Regions from separate parts of the Sus scrofa genome. Here all the other regions are linked to region 2. A link is a contact called in public Hi-C and HiChIP or PLAC-seq data. All regions are on one chromosome and are shown on one strand. The core of a region is the stretch at or near the end of the contact, and the rest is flanking DNA. Distances in the headings are between cores, read along the strand shown.

The links. A called contact is a pair of places that touch in the nucleus more often than the background predicts. HiChIP or PLAC-seq counts read pairs in DNA pulled down with a chosen protein or histone mark.
Region 1: a contact with region 2 is called in an H3K27ac HiChIP or PLAC-seq map of skeletal muscle. The contact joins the promoter of CFAP20 here to the promoter of USB1 in region 2. A contact is called at or near these places in 2 of 5 promoter capture datasets (fetal liver and liver), 18 of 47 Hi-C or Micro-C datasets (brain, embryonic fibroblasts, epiblast stem cells and 10 more) and 2 of 2 datasets of contacts at active chromatin or transcription factors (alveolar macrophages and skeletal muscle).
Region 3: a Hi-C map of subcutaneous adipose tissue shows a contact between it and region 2, with 1.9 times the contacts expected there. The contact joins the enhancer-like site here to the promoter of USB1 in region 2. A contact is called at or near these places in 4 of 5 promoter capture datasets (fetal liver, fetal skeletal muscle, liver and 1 more), 22 of 47 Hi-C or Micro-C datasets (alveolar macrophages, blood, brain and 12 more) and 2 of 2 datasets of contacts at active chromatin or transcription factors (alveolar macrophages and skeletal muscle).

Annotation. Positions count from the first base shown.
Region 1 is chr6:19,968,019-19,970,718 of Sscrofa11.1, reverse strand. It overlaps CFAP20 (cilia and flagella associated protein 20), which reads left to right and starts at 1,372. Exons shown (of 6, transcript NM_001244786.1): 1 at 1,372-1,678. The coding sequence starts at 1,595.
Region 2 is chr6:19,850,477-19,853,470 of Sscrofa11.1, reverse strand. USB1 (U6 snRNA biogenesis phosphodiesterase 1) reads right to left here and starts at 1,451. Exons shown (of 9, transcript NM_001244803.1): 1 at 1,268-1,451; 2 at 394-430; 3 at 270-391; 4 at 266-267. The coding sequence starts at 1,377. The region is part of intron 1 of CNGB1 (cyclic nucleotide-gated cation channel beta-1); the gene reads left to right. All of the region lies in intron 1 of ZNF319 (zinc finger protein 319), which reads left to right.
Region 3 is chr6:19,781,586-19,784,553 of Sscrofa11.1, reverse strand. CNGB1 (cyclic nucleotide-gated cation channel beta-1) reads left to right here. Exons shown (of 37, transcript XM_021097533.1): 26 at 1,370-1,434; 27 at 2,578-2,700. Among named protein-coding and RNA genes, the nearest start is that of TEPP, 49 kb to the left of the region's middle. Within about 2 kb of position 1,628, at least 11 of the 83 cell types and tissues checked have an H3K27ac peak or open chromatin away from gene starts, as enhancers often do. A contact at or near this core is called in skeletal muscle and subcutaneous adipose tissue, where this site is marked.

The sequences.
Region 1 (2,700 bases), core at 123-2,622, 120 kb before region 2:
AAACCAGCACAGGCCTGAGCAAGAGTATGATATCCAAGCAAATGCTCAATGAGTGATTGGTTTCCAACACCCGGGATTTCTTCCACACTTGAAATAGCATAGCTTATTTTATGCTTTTTAAAAAAACATTCTGGAGTTCCCATTGTGGCTCAGTGGGTTGAGAACCCAATGTAGTCTCCAAAAGGATGCGGGTTGGATCCCTGGCCTTGCTCAGTGTGTTAAGGACCTGGCATTACAAGTTGCAGATGTGGCTGAGATCCAGTGTTGCTGTGGCTATAGCAAAGGCCTGCAGCTGCAGCTCCGATTTGACCCACTTCCTTATGCCACAGGTGAGGCATAAAAATAAATATTTTTAAAAATTAAACAATGTTGGAGTTCCCATCGTGGTGCAGCAGAAATGAATCTGACTAGGAAACATGAGGTTGGGGGTTTGATCCCTGGCCTTGCTCAGCGGGTCAAGATCCAGCATTGCTGTGAGCTATGGTGTAGGTCTCAGACAGGCTCGGATCCTGCGTTGCTGTGGCTGTGGTGTAGGCTGGCAGCTGTAGCTCTGATTAGACCTCTAGCCTGGGGACCTCCATATGCTGCAGGTGCGGCCCTAAAAAGACCAAAAGGAAAAAAAAAATGTTCTAAGAACTAATTGATTAAAACCCTGCTGCTAATTCAACCTATTCAAATGTATTTTAATTGCATTAATTTCTGCTTTTATCTTAATGTTCAGACCTTGTTTTCTAATCATGCATTTAAGGTGATAAATTTTCCTTGAAGTATTGCTTTGACCACATACCACAAGTTAAGATATCTGGTGTATTCATAGTGATCCTGTTAATAATTAAAGCAATGATGCCTTTAAGACATTTAATGTAGTTAGTGCGCATGTACTGGTTAGCTGCTTTAACCTTATCAAATAATGCCAAAGAGCATTATTTGTTATTTGCAGGAAACCAGGCAAGCACTTCCTTACATCCAAGCCACCCGTGCCTTTCCCCACTTTTCTTTCGCGCTAGTAACTCCTACTGTCCCCTAAGGGGGCGGGGCCTGGACTTCACGCCTCTGACTCCACCCCCTCCAGGTTCCCATGACACTGGGCAGATGCTAACAACTCATTCTATAACCTTGTGTCTCCTTCCGCTTTCTAGAAGCCGCTCTGAGACAACGATGGGAAAATAGTCCCTTGGCAACGAGGTTCTTTTTTCCAGACGGCGGAACTAGGGCGGGGCTTAAGAGCGGAAGAAACAGGAAGTCCGTGATCCCTGTGGCAGGATTGGGCCCCGCTCTCTCGGGGGCGAGCTCAAGCTGGCGGAGGGATCCACCTCTGGCGGCGGGCGGCCCACCGCCTCTATTTAAGGAAGGGAGAGAGGCGCAGGCGGCAGTTGCTGTGGTGTCGGTGCTGAGGCGGCTTCGTTCTTCTGCTAGTGAGCCTCGCGGATGTAGCGTCCCGCGTCTAAGTCCTGCTGTCTGCGGCTACCAATTGGGAGGTCAGGAGCGCAGGGTACTTTCTTTGGGCCAGAGCCGGCCCCCTTTTTTGCCTTCGCCACTAAGTGAAGCCATTTAGGTCAGCTTCCGCGCGGCTGAGGAGAAGGCCGCCGGCGATATGTTCAAAAACACGTTCCAGAGCGGCTTCCTCTCCATTCTCTACAGCATTGGCAGCAAGCCCCTGCAAATCTGGGACAAAAAGGTCAGGGACTGGGGGCGGTGGCGGGGCGGGGTCCGCGGGCTGGGCCTGGTGTGGCGGGTAGTTATGTGGAGCTGGGGGAAGGCCGGGCGGTCGCTGCTGTGCCCCGTCCCCAGCCTGGCGTGACTGAGGGTCGACGAGGGAGCGTCGTGTAAGCAGCTGGAGTGCATGTGGAGTGGGCGTGGCTGGGCTTTAAGTGACCTGCGGCCGTGGTCCAGTTAGGACAGTGGTCCCTCTTTGCAGATTTGACTGGGTCACTGGATTCCTAACCTTCGGTTTCTGCATCTATAATATGGTGGGGTTGAATAGTGCCCGTTTCACAGCGTTGAAAAGCGTAAACTCACGTGATGTTGCTTTGGGGACGTGCACATGAATTGCTGTTCACTGATTTCACAAACATTTACTGATACCCTGTATTGTGCCAGGCCCTATGCTCGGCACTAGACACAGAACCTTTGTTCCAGGCGCCCTTACAGAGGCAAAGCCAGGACTCAGTTATGTTTGGGTTTCATTCATTTGCTCCCTTCCTCCCACTGATCCCGAACAAGCCAGAATTCGGTGGCCCTTGGCACTTGCTCCACACTCACTGTGACTTGGGGTCTGTACTCTGCCTTTCCTTATTTCTCCATCAGGAAAATTGCAAAATGGTGATAACGTCTTGTTTGGGTTAACAAGCACAGACCCAGGTAAAACATCTTGTTTTTTTTTTTTGTCTTTTTGCTATTTTTTGGGCCGCTTCCACGGCATATGGAGGTTCCCAGGCTAGGGGTCTAATGGAGCTGTAGGCGCCGGCCTACGCCAGAGCCACAGCAACACCGGGTCCGAGCCTCGTCTGCAAACTACACCACAGCTCATAGTAACGCCAGATCCCCAACCCACTGGGCCAGGCCAGGGACCGAACCCGCAACCTCATGGTTCTTAGTTGGATTTGTTAACCACTGAGCCACGACGGGAACTCCTAAAACCTCTTCTTCATCATCACTCAGGTGTCAGCTGCATGATACTTTCACTGACCCCACGAAATG
Region 2 (2,994 bases), core at 202-2,701:
TGCACTCTGACCTAGACCCTCCCTTGGTCTCACAAGCAGGGAGAACAGTATACATAGGGTTAGTAAAAATATTTTAGGCAACAAATTCCAAACTGAAACCAAGTTAACGGAAATATTCCCTAATTCTTGAAACTTGTTCTCTCTCTCTCTTGAGTTAATCTTTTTCCCACCACCAAAGTCAGGGGTTTCTGACTTCTTCCTCCAGGTGGGGGCCAGCTCCCTCCCATCAAGAGTGTCAGCTACCCACCTCTCCCGCATTACTTACAAGTATGTAGACATGGGTGGCCCAGTTGCCCCGCTCGTGGGGGAATGTGCGCACCCGGCCCCCATGTTTTGCACTGTCATCTGCAGGCCCCTCCTCCGTGCCCGGGAACATGTGCAGCACGCTCTCGGTACTGGCAACCTCTGGCTGGAAAGAGGGCTCTGGCCCCTGCAAGAGAAAAGAAAACAAGCACATTTAGCCTCCTGGCATTCTCTTCCTCTGTACACTCGATGAAAGTTGTAACCCCTTGGACCAGGTGACTCTGCTTGTCTATTTCTCACCAGGTGCTGTAAGCAGTTTCTAGATAACCACACCGCTCTTTCCCTAGTACTGTCTCATTGTGGGGGGCTCCCAACAACTCCAGGAGGCAGACCTCAGCAGGGAAACAACCCCAACAACCCCGCAGGCTGCAACATGTGGTTTAGAAGTCACAAGCCTTAACTGGACAAGCCTGAGTTGGAGTGGCTCTGTAGTCTTGGGCAAGTCAGGGGCCCTTTGGGGGCCTCAGTTTTCTCATCTCTAAAGCGTACTTCCACCGATAGGGCTGCTGTGAGATGAACCGACATTCGTTTTGTAAAGTACTCAACAAACAGCAGGCCTGGCAACTATGAATGGAAGCTCCACAAAGTAGAAGACTTCGATGGTGTCGCTCACTGCGGAGTCCCCAGTCCAGAGCCTGGCACAGAGAGGATCTCAATGAATATTTAATGGATGAATGAAAACACTCTCCAAAAAAGGAAACTGACCAAGTGTGGTACAGTGATGCGCGCCAGGAGACAGTGGACCAGCGGCAGAGACTGGACCCGAACTCACATTTCCTGCCTCCTAACCTTGTCCGAGCCAGGCGGGGGTACTCTGGGGCTTTGTCCAGGGCTGTCCTCTGGATCCTCCTTCCCCGCACTGCCCCTTTTTCTTCCCTTTCGAGCAGCCCCGAACCCTATGGTCCGGCCCCGGAGCTCCGGGAGCTATCTCATACTCTCCCCATAAGACTTCCTCGCTCCTCACCGACTGCGGCCTCTAGCCCCCGGCTGGGCCCGGGTCCCGGCCTTGGCCTCGGCCTCGGCCTCATCCTCGGAGCCACTGCTGCTGTAGCCCACCAGGGGCGCCGTACTCATGGGGCCCCCCTCCACGACAACACGGCGGGTCAGCCAGCAATCGCGCCGCACCCGGAATTCCGCTGCGCCGGAAGTGCTCTCCCGGGGGCGGGGCCCGGATTAGCACCGCCTCGGGGCGGGGTTTGGGGCGGGGCCCGGCAGCGAGGTAGCAAAAGACTACCCATCCAGACCACGCTGCTTGCCGGCTCGCCGCGCTCTGACAGCTACCTGGAACGTCCCGGAACTCCCACCCTCCGTGTGCCCATTTCACAGATCGCTCTGGGCCCTGACCTCTCTGCCCGTTGCTCTGTCTGCAGCAACTCTGGACCTCCCAGCAACGGATAGTCTCTGGGTCAGCGGTCAGCGCACTAGACCCAGTGGAGCTCCTTGCCCTTCGCGGTCTGGACGAGTCAGAGTCCCCGGGGCCCCTTCCCAAGTTGGCCCAAAATTAAGCTCCGGGGGACACCTCTTCAAAGAGCGAGCTGAGCAGTCAGAGGCCGGTCAGTTCCAGCAAATCAGAGGGTCTAGGAGGCCCCTCCTCTCAGGTTCAGGGGTCGGGCCAGGGGCTGGGCTCTGGGAGCCCCCACCCCTAACGCCGAGTAGGGTGGTAGGAAGCAGAGCGCCCTCCCTGGGTCAGCTGAGGCGTGCTGGCCAGACCGCAGGAGAGCGGCCCCGCGCGTCTGGCGGTCCGACCCGGCCCGGCCGCGGGGTCCCCGGCAGGGGGCGGTCTCGCTCCGCGCCTCCCGCTCCTCCCGCAGCCGCCACCGCCCCAGCTGCCGCTCCTCCCCCGGCCCCGCCTCCCTGGCCCCCGCGCCGCCCGCCTGTCCGCCGGTCTCTGCAAGGCCATCGGTCCGTCTGCCCGCCTGCCCTCCCAGCGCTCCTCCGCCCCAGCCCCGCTATCCCAGCTGCGCACGTCGCTTCCTCGGTTCCGGCCGCCGCTAGCCCGTTCCCCGCCCCCAGGCCGGCCGCCGCCGCTACGCGAGCCCGGGGATTGGCAGCGCGCGTAGGCCGCGCTACAGCGGATGGAGTCGGAATAAAGGGGCGGCCGAAAGAGCAGCCAGTCGCCACTCGCCCCGCGCCTGACCCCGCGGGCGGCCTGGAGCAGGTGAGCGGCGGGGCGCCCGGGACCGCGTCTGGGGGCCACTCCCGCGCCCGCCGCACCCCTTCCCCAGCCGGCCCGGCCGCCCCCCCACTCCCTCCGGCTCGACCCGGCGGCCTCCTGAGCTCCTGGGCGGCCCAGGCCGGCCTTGACGCGCAGCTGCCTCCCGGGCCCGGCCTGTTGCCCTGGGGCCTTCCTCGGGCCCAATCGCCCGCGGGGCGGGCGCTCGGCAGCAGCGGCCTGGCCATTCCTCACGAGGGGTGACAGGAGGCAGCCCAGCTGGGCTGGCGGGCAAGTGCTGGTGGGGAGGTGATCGGCTTTCATTCGGTTTCCCAGGGAAGAGGAAGGGCCGGGGTGCGGTGCAGGTGGGGACCGCCTCTTGCCTCCCTTACCCCAGTCTCTCATCCTCTTTGCTGAGTGATCAGAGGGGGCCTCCTGGCTGCACCTTCCTGGAGGGGGGCCGGGGTGGGCGGCAGAGCTGGAGGCTCAGGGCTAGGGACCCTCGATCTGGCAGCCATTCACGTCAGGAAATAAAAAAA
Region 3 (2,968 bases), core at 379-2,878, 69 kb after region 2:
GAGCACGGCCCGCAGGGAATCTCCATCAATGTTATTTTCAAGAGTCAAACATGTGTACAGAGACCTAGAGGGAAGTGTGATGACATGAAAAGAGCTTGCAGGGTTTTTGTTTTGTTTTTATTTTTTTGTCTTTTTAGGGTAACACCCATGGCATATGGAGGTTCCCAGGCTAGGGATCCAATCGGAGCTGTAGCCTCTGGCCTACACCACAGCCACAGCAACACAGGATCCGAGCCACGTCTGTAACCTACATCACAGCTCACGGCAATGCCGGATCCTTAACCCACTGAGCAAGGCCAGGGATCGAACCCGCAACCTCATGGTTCCTAGTCGGATTTGTTAACCACTGAGCCATGACAAGAACTCTGGAAAGAGCTTGCAGTTTTGAGTCTGATCGGGGTTCAAAGCTTGACTCTGTCACTTACTGGCTGTGTGTCCCTGAGTGCCAGTTTCCTCTCTGTAAAAGGAGAACGATAATACATAACTCACATGTAAAAAAGAACCAAGGTAATGTGTATAAAGTGCTGGATCCAAGGGGCTCAGTAAAGAGCAGTTATTCTCATACTTTAAAAAAAATATATTTTTTGTCTTTTTAGGGCTGAAGCTGCAGCATATGGAGGGTCCCAGGCTAGGGGTCCAACAGAGCTGTAGGTGCCAGCCACGGCCACAGTAACGCAGGATCCAAGCCGCGTCCATAACCTGCACCACAGCTCATGTCAACACCGGGTCCTTAAGCCACTGAGCAAGGCTAGGGATCAAACCTGTATCCTCATGGATGCTAGTCGGATTTGTTTCCTCTGAGCCACAATGGGAACTCCTCTTATACTTTTATTACAAGTAAAATATTATAAATGAGCCTTTGAAGGAGATCAGTGAGGGGCATTAGGGATGTTGTTTCTTTATATAATCATTATCATTATAAGTAAACATTGAAAACAAGGTCCTTAACCTGGGCATGTACCTTAAAGTTTCATGATAGGATTCAGAGGGCCTAGGGAGTTCCCTGGTGGCACAGTGGGTTAAAGACCTGTTGTCACTGCTGCAGTGTGCATTCCATCCCTGGCCTGGGAACTTCCTCCTGTCACCAGTGCAGCCAAAAGAGGAGAAAAAAATGGATTGGGAAGATCTAGGAATCCCCTGAAGTTATATGCAAACTGTGAGCACATGATTATATGCCATTTCCAGGGAAGAGGGGCCAGGGTCCCCAGCTGGGGACCTCCCATTTTGAACGTTTGTTCTCTAAGCCCCTCCTGCAGGGATCTGCAGAGAGAAGGCTCAGTCCTGGCAGCTGTGGAAGTGGGCTGGGAGGTGAGGGCTGCCCATGCTCCACTGACAGCGGGCGGCCCTGACGCCTTCTTCTTCCTCTCAGTACCTGGCCTTCTTCGAGTTCAACAACCGCCTGGAATCCATCCTCAGCAAAGCCTATGTTTACAGGTGAGATCCTTGCACACGCGCACACACACATGCACACGCCCTGGGGAATTTGCAGCAAGAACGGAGCCACACATTCTCTACCCCCGTCACTTCCCCTTTCACCTCTCTTGGCCCCGTGGCCCCCTCACCACTGCCGCCCACCGGAAGCCCAGCCTCTTCCTGGCCCTTCTGCAAAGGGATGTTTGTGTTTTTTTTGAGAACCAGGAATGTCCTGTTTCCCCCAATTGTGAGGAGGGCGCACATAGGCTGACATGCACAGCAGCCCTGTGTTTCCAGGGAGCTGGGCCTCAGTTTGATCTTGGCTCAGGGAACTGTCCCCCCCTCAACACCAGGCCACTCAAGCACAGGGGGAGCAGCTCTAAGGACACGGTGGGCTGTCTTGCTAATGGCCAGTCTAGACCAGCCAGGCCAGGATCGCGGACAGGGCTCCTCTCGACATCTCTCATGGAGCAGCGCTTCTCTGCATGCATCTCTCCCTTCTTTGTCCCTCTGCATGGATGCGCCCCTCACCCCCACCCCCAGCCCCCAATTCCCCAGAAGTGTCTGCACGTGTAGCTCTGGGCCAATTCCAGCCCCCAGCCTTTGACAACTTTCTGTTCAAGCATCACCACTCCTAACCAACAGCGTCTCAAGAGAGCAGCATTTCGGAGTTCCTGTTGTGGCTCAGTGGTTAACGAATCTGACTAGGAACCATGAGGTCGCTGGTTCAATCCCTGGTCTTGCTCAGTGGGTTAAGGATCCGCATTGCCATGAGCTGTGGTGTAGGTCGCAGACTCGGCTCGGATCCTGCGTTGCTGTGGCTCTGGTGAAGGTAGTGGCTACAGCTCGGATTAGACCCCTAGCCAGGGAATCTCCATATGCCGTGGGAGCGGCCCTAGAAAAGGCAAAAAGACAAAAAAAAAAAAAAAAAAAAAAAAAAAAAAAAAAGGGAGACAGCAGCAGTTGGCCCAATCCAGCCACTGGCTGGTTTCCATTGGCAAGTGTCCATCCCACCAGGCAGGTGGGCAGGGCTGTAAGGCTCCACAGGGGGGTCTCTGAGGTGGGTATGGGGGGAGGTGGCCTGTTCCCTGCAGTCTGACCCTGGGGTGAGATGTCACCGCCTCCCTCTCTGCTGCTGTGTTCATGCCTTGCCTTCTTCTGCAGGGTTATCAGGACCACAGCCTACCTGCTCTACAGTTTACATGTGAACTCATGTCTGTACTATTGGGCGTCGGCCTATCAGGGCCTGGGCTCCACTCACTGGGTTTACGACGGCGTAGGAAACAGGTGAGCCGTAGTCTTGCTCCCGGGTCTTAATAATTCACGGTACTAAGCCTCCTGGAAAGGAGCCCCACCGCCACCTCGTTGCCCAGGCCACCTTGCTCCCGGGGAATCACTGTCATGATAAGGCGAAGTCCATGTCTCCTGGTCCTCGCTAATCTAACATTTCCTGAGCACCTGCCACATGCCAGGCCGAGGGGCACAGATGTGAATAAGACACACTGGAAAGATCCTTCCAGCATCCCAGAGTCTAGCGGAGTTGGGCAGTTCCACG